2 separate regions of the Mus musculus genome follow, and region 2 is linked to region 1. The links are chromatin contacts, called in public promoter capture Hi-C maps. All regions are on one chromosome and are shown on one strand. Each heading gives the region's core, a stretch centred on a gene start, on an enhancer-like site or on the middle of the called end of the contact. The rest is flanking DNA. Distances are from core to core; before and after follow the strand shown. Region 1 holds the start of Dusp3 (dual specificity phosphatase 3 (vaccinia virus phosphatase VH1-related)). Region 2 holds the start of Mpp3 (membrane protein, palmitoylated 3 (MAGUK p55 subfamily member 3)).

The links. Capture Hi-C pulls out chosen DNA fragments and counts their contacts.
Region 2: a promoter capture Hi-C map of adipose tissue shows a contact between it and region 1. The contact joins the promoter of Mpp3 here to the promoter of Dusp3 in region 1. A contact is called at or near these places in 14 of 39 promoter capture datasets (the C10 cell line, the HPC-7 cell line, the SN4741 cell line and 9 more), 1 of 15 datasets of contacts at CTCF or cohesin (hippocampal excitatory neurons), 129 of 484 Hi-C or Micro-C datasets (the 3T3-L1 cell line, the 63-12 cell line, the AML12 cell line and 71 more), 33 of 115 datasets of contacts at active chromatin or transcription factors (the 230-238 cell line, PVALB interneurons, SST interneurons and 23 more) and 6 of 9 other capture datasets (adipose tissue, embryonic stem cells, embryonic tail and 3 more).

Annotation. Positions count from the first base shown.
Region 1 is chr11:101,982,854-101,986,125 of GRCm38.p6, forward strand. Dusp3 (dual specificity phosphatase 3 (vaccinia virus phosphatase VH1-related)) reads right to left here and starts at 1,938. Exons shown (of 3, transcript NM_028207.3): 1 at 1,759-1,938. The coding sequence starts at 1,883.
Region 2 is chr11:102,025,436-102,028,733 of GRCm38.p6, forward strand. It overlaps Mpp3 (membrane protein, palmitoylated 3 (MAGUK p55 subfamily member 3)), which reads right to left and starts at 1,520. Exons shown (of 19, transcript NM_007863.2): 1 at 1,432-1,520; 2 at 297-421; 3 at 1-64. The coding sequence starts at 321.

The DNA.
Region 1 (3,272 bases), core at 688-3,187:
AGCAGTGTCTCCTGCAGAGTCCTGTCTACCTAAGAGAGGATAGGACTGCCCCCCCCCCCCCCCCCGTGAACAGAGCCTAAATTCTGCAGGACAGGAAAGGTGGGGGTGGGGTGGGGATGTGCCTGTGCTCATATGGGCTGCTGAGCCAGAGCGCTGTCCAGATGGGAGGAAAGAGCTGCAAGGCTCTGCCCCCACCTCCCTCTGCCTCTCACGCCCTGAGATTGGAAAGTGCAGCTCACACAGACTCCCTCACTGGCCTGAGAGGATGTGCCGGAAGCCCCTTGGTCCAGGAGTTTCAGGTGGACGAAGAAGCTTTAGGCTTGGCTTTAGGTATGCAGTTGATCCTCCCAGCTGAGCAGCGCCCCCATGTCAAGGTCAGATTTGCATAGAGGGCAAAGGATGTGTTCTCCAAGGCAGCCATCAGTCCTGACACTATGCCTAGGCAACCTACTGCAGATAAAACTCAACAACCTGTCCCCCAGCAAGCAGGCTCCTGAGACCGCCAAGCCCCCTGGCTTCTTGGATAGTTGAGGTAGGGAGGACTGGGAGAGGTTCCCTAAGACTATGCAGCGACTGAGCTGGAGGCTGACCCTGTGAGTCTGTTTAGCCACTTGCTCAGGAGCAAGAATGCACAGCCACGTTGACAGAATGCTGAAGAGCGCGTCCATATATCTCAGCTCTCTACCACCAATCCAACCGTCAGCAAATGCACCATGATGACCACCACCGTTCTGAAGAGTGAACACCATATGGTGTTTGACACATAGTAGGTGCTCCGTATGGAAATAAGCGATGCAGTACATGCAACCTGCCCCCAAGTGTCTGAGACTAATCATGTGAAACCCCTCTGGCTCTGCTGCAGGCTAGGCAGCAGGTCCTAGGTGCAGGACAGGAAACACACATGTAAGACATTGAAAGATCCTTACAGCCCCTCAGCCATCCCGGCCATCGCTTCCTAGTGTGCAAAAACAGAGCTTAGGACTTTAATAAATGGGGTCTTCACATTCATGAAAACCCAACGTGGATCTTCCTGCAATGTGGATCATGCCAACTTTTATCTTGGTGTTAATATTGGTTCTCTCCCACTGCTGAGAAATTCTTATTAATAACATGACTAAAGTTTTCTTTTTAAAATAAGAACACATACGAGCTCAATAATATACACATTTCCTAGTGGTGCAATTAGGAGGAATTTTCAGATGGCTCGGGTCTTTATCATTTTGTTTTTTTCCATCTAAGTCAAACTTTATCTGGAGAAGCCAGGAAAGCCTTGGCTCAGCTACTTCCTCTTCTAGGGTATTTTAGGGTATTTGGATTTCCTGACACGGACAGGAAAAGCTCCACACCCAGATTGTAACGTCATCCCGTTGCCATGGCAACGAAGGCAGACATTCCACGGTGACCTCACTGCAGAACTAGGCAGCTGTCACATGACGCGCGGCCAAGAGACAGCCCTGCCACCTGTTAAGAGAACGTGGTAGCCTTGACCCCGCCCAAGCCCAAGCCAGAGCTGGTAGAGGCTGAGGTCAGGCACTTTGGGGGTTGGGGGGCGTCTCTGGGCATGCGGAGTCCAGCTCCTCCGCTTCATGCGCGGGGAGTAGGCGTCGACTCCAGGCTGGTCCCCAGCACCCGCTCTTGCTCTCAGGTCGGCGACCGCGCCCAGGATCCACCCCCCCCCCATGGACCCCACTCCAGCCCCCAAGTAGTAGTCGGGGCCCGCTGGGAGCGGCTACGGGTTTGGCCCTCCCAGAGACTCACGCGTTGCCCACGTAGACCCTCGGGACGACCTCGTTGCAGGGCTGGCTCGGCAGGCTGTAGCAGCCGCTGCCATCCGAGAGCAGGTCGTTGAGATCTTGCACCGAGAGTTCGAACGAGCTGGACATGGCGGCGGCGGGGCGCTGCACGCCAGGGCAGGAGCGAACGAGGGGGAGAAGCCGGGTCAGCGGGGCGGGGCTGCCCAACCGGGAGCCGCCCCGTCCCGCCCCGGAGGCGGGCCCACTGGGTGCGGGAAGCTGCGGTCACGCTAGGCAGCGCAGAGGACACGCGCGACTGGCCAAGCGCCGCAGGACCCCGGGGCACGTTCCTGGCCGAGATGCCATCACTCCCGTGTCATCCGTACTCATTCACCCTGGCTAAGGCAGTGGAGCGCAGGCACTTCATTTACTGAACCCAATGCGGGACGCCTGGGTACACCTGGAGTCGCTCTTTCAGGATAATGGGTACCCCTGGGGTTTGCTGTGAACCCTTCTCGCTGCACACCAGCAGAGTGGGCATCCATTCATTCACCCCAAACACACACGTCAGAACACATCTTCCCAGCCCACGACTGCTGAACCAACAACCTGCCTACCCAGGAGATGGATCCTTACCCAAGGTTACAGGAAAGAGCCCTATTCTGGAACACTTCTTTTAATGTTTGATGTGAATCAGCATTGAACTTTTTAAAGGCTGAAGGTATAGGTCGCCAGGTTTGGCATCTGACCCTGGGGGACTACTTTAACCTTAGCCTGTGTGCTGGCGACTAAAAGGGAGGAAAGCAGTTTGAACAGCTATAATTTTGTGAGACCCGAAGTGTCTACGAATCTGTAACTTTTGAGTGTAAACACAATATAAATGGAGAATTCTCACACCTGACCTGTGACAGTCAAAACACAGGCACACTAAAAATTACTGTACAAAACTGTATTCAGGATATATTTATATGTGACGCATTAATGGATTTCATGTTTAGACTTGGATCCACTCACTACATATAGTATATATATTATATCGTAAAGTCTCAAACATTTCTGTCCCAAGCACTTCAGTAAAGAATATGCAACATCTAACTCCTAAGAATTGCTGGAGGGCTGGCAAGATGGCTCAGAGGGTTAAGAGCACTGACTGCTCTTCCGAAGGTCCTGGGTTCAAATCCCAGCAACCACATGGTGGCTCACAACCACCCGTAATGAGATCTGACGCCCTCTTCTGGTGCGTCTGAAGACAGCTATAGTGTACTTATGTATAATAATAAATCTTTGGGCCAGAGCGAGTGGAGTTGACCTAAGTGAGCGGGTCATCTGTACAGCTATAGTGTACTCACATACTTAAAGTAAATAAATCTTTTTTTTAAAAATTTGCTGGAAAGATTCCAGAAACATTCAAGGGGTTGCGGAGGTTCCTGGGCTGGCAAGGTGCCCAGCATGCACAAAAACCTTAGTTCAGTTCCCAGCGCGGAACATACAGGCGTAGCGGTTGCAGAAGCAATTGACAGATGTTGAGCACTCACTGGG
Region 2 (3,298 bases), core at 270-2,769, 42 kb after region 1:
TCCTCCCTGTGGTTGGAGTCAGGCCTGAGCTGAGAGGTGAGCAGTGCCAGGGTCTCATGCAAACCTGAGGAAGAGCCAGAGAAACAAGGTCCAGTAACAGTGGCACTTCCTGTCCTTGAAAAGTCTCGCAGACAACACTCCCATCCTGCCTTGACACCGTTCACCCTGCAGGCTCAGGCCTGCCGGGCAACAGATCGGTCAGAGGCAGCTGCTACAGCACTGGTCCTGCTTATGGTTTGGTTTTCTCCAATCCTGGGAGGCCCCCCGAAGCTGCAGCCCAGGTTAAGGACACTCACCCGAGTCTTCAGACAGTACTGGCATGCCTGTGCCCAGCAGGTCCCCAGCTGTCCCTACAGTTTGTGTGGGTGGGAGAGGAATCTCTCAGTAATGAACACACATCACCAGGATCTGCTTATGACCTCTGTGAGGACAGAAGAAATAAGATGGGGGGTGGGGGGGAGAAACAGTCACTTTTTGGGGAGGAGGTTGGGCAGGGAGCAAGACTTCTTGGGCGCCCCCAATACACTAAAGATGCTGCTCTTTTCTGACTATGCAGAAAGCCTTAAAGGATGAACACCAATGCACCCATTTTACTGATTAGGAAACAGAGACTGGGCATCCCTAAATAACTTTTGAACCAGAATAGGTACTCAGATCACTTCTTCCAGACTGACCTTGGCCTAAAGTCCCCCTGCTTGTGCGGTATGCTCTCGACCACAAGCTCTGTCCTCTCTATTGCTGGTACCTTCCAAGAGTGCTTGCTCAAGTCTCAATATCCCTTCAACAAGTACCTGGTTAAGGCCTGCAAGAGCTCCCACCGCCGACCCCACCTCCAGCCCCCAACCCAAAGAGAGCCTCCAGTCTGAAGACAGAAGAAGTGAGAGCGGAGTTTCTGTTCTACCGGAAGCAGGTACCCTATCTCAAGAGCTCCCCTCCCCAGGTGCTCTGTAGCACGTGGACCTCAAAAAAGTCCTCCTTCAGAGAGGGACAAGGACTCATGATTCATTCATTCGACAGACATGGAGCCAGCCCGCTGCGTGGAGCACCAGTCACATCGAAGGCAGAAGAATGGTACCCGACCCCCGCCCCCACGCCGGGCTCACCCCTCGGCGGCTTCCAGCTGCGGCCCCCGACTGCCCCCGACTTCCCCACACAAACACACACTCCCGGCTCCAGCCGGTTTCCCAGAGGAGCTGGGGGGGGGGGAGCAAACCCCCGAGGTGGGGGGAGATGGGATGCAGAGCGGCGGGAATGAGCGGGGCGCACGGGATGCGCGGACGCCGAGCAGTGAAGGGGACCGCGGGCTGGGAACGGAGCCCCGCCGGGGAGGGTGGGCCGCAAGGCAGTGGTGCACCCGAGGGGCGGGTCTCCGCTCCCCCTCCCCTCCCCGCCGCGCACCAGGTCCCTTGTGTGCCACGCGCTGCTTCTTACCTCGTCGCGCCAGGATCTGGGATCGGTGACCCGGAGCCGCGCGGGAGCCACCAGCCTCCGCTGCTACTGGCTCCGCCTCCGCCGGCCCCTCCCTGTCGCGGCGCGCGGGGTCGGGGCAGCGCGCACGGGCGGGGGCGCAGCGCGGGCCCGGAGGGGTGGAGCGCGGCCCCGCAGGCCCCCCTCGCAGGCCCCGCCCAGCGCCCCCGGCTCCCGGTGGACACCTGCTCCGCCGAGAATCCGATTTTGCAAACATTGATTGAGAGCCCCGCAAGTGCCAGGCACTGTGCCAGGGGCTGGAGCTTCAAAGCCAAACGAGGAAGAGAGGCTGTGCTGGGTCATTAGCAAGCCGAGCAGGGGGCGGGGGGCGGGGGAGGGGGGCGGGAGAGGGGTGTGCAGCGGGCAGCAGCCCGGCCAACCCGTGGCAACAATGCTACGTGCTGCGAAAGATTTATCGGTGCACGCTGCCCTGGGGACGGGGAGGCGCGAGGGAGGAGAAGTACGCCTGGGAAGAAGGCAGCTGGATGCTGCCTGCCTGGGTGGGAGGAGGTAGGGCTGAATAAGAGAAAAAAAAGAAAAAAGAAAGAAAGAAAGAAAAAAAAAAGAAAAGAAAAAAGACTCTAGTGTCCCAGGCTTTACTGGGGCGGGGGCTGGGGGAGGAGGTGCGGTGGCTCCGAAATAGCTGGTTTCTATTGTGCTCCCTCTATCCCCATATACTCCTAGGATTACCGATTATTAGCCTCAGATAGAGAGCCAAAATTATTTCCTCGCTTCAGTTAAAGAAACTGATGTGTATGCAGGAAGCAGTAGAAAGGTACCACTGTGTGAGTGAGCAGTGGTGTGGTGTAGGGGTCTTAGAGGATGAGACGTGGTCTGGTGGGTGTGTCCCCTCCCTTCAAATAACAGCATCAAAGAACAGCGCATTCTAAGCCGGTTAGGAGGCACATGTCCCAGAGAGGTAGGCAGTCGACAGTCTTTGCAGCTTGCAGTGAACAGGCAGGCTGTAAGAGGGCAGCAAATGTCACCAAGAAATTTCCCTTCGTCCCTCAAGCTGCTCCAAATTGTGTCTATGAGTCACCTGAGGCTTGTGGGGCAAGTAGTATCAGTCTACATTTATGACAGGCCCCAGTGACGTGATATGGGTAGACAGACAGCAGGCCCCATTTAGAGCAGAGAAAAACTAAGAAATGGTCTTGGTTAGGTTTTCTACTGCTGCGTTGAAACACCATGACCAAAAGGCAAGTTGGGGAGGGAAGGGTTTACCTGGTTTACACTTCCATCACAGGAGGAAGTCAGGACAGGAACTCAAGCAGGGATAGAACCTGGAGGCAGGAGATGATGCAGAGGCCATGGAGGGGTGCTGCTTATTGGCTTGTTTCCCGTGGCTTTCTCAGTCTGCTTTCTTGTAGAACCCAGGACCACCAGGCCAAGGATGCCACCACACACAACGGTCAGGGCCCTCCCCACTTGATCACTAACTGAGATCCTTACAGCAAGATCTCATGGAGGCATTTCCTCAGCGGAGGCTCCTTTCTCTCTGCTGACTCTAGCTTGTGTCAAGTTGGCACACAAAAGCAGCCAGTGCACGGTTTTTTGTTTGTTTTTATTTTTATTTTTGGCCTTGAAACAGGATCTTACTCTGTAGACCAGGCTGGCCAGGAACTCACAGAATCCACCTGCCTCTGCCTTCTGACCTCTGGGATCACAGGCACGTGCCACCATACCTGACACAGACGTGCTTTTTCTGGTGGTGCTTAAGCTTTGAAAATTTTGAAAAGCCAGATGATGTTTTCTTTACTAGAGCAACAACAGAGGGTGTTCAAACAATGGTTTTGTACATGGTGTGTGTGTGGTGGTGGTGGTGGGGGAC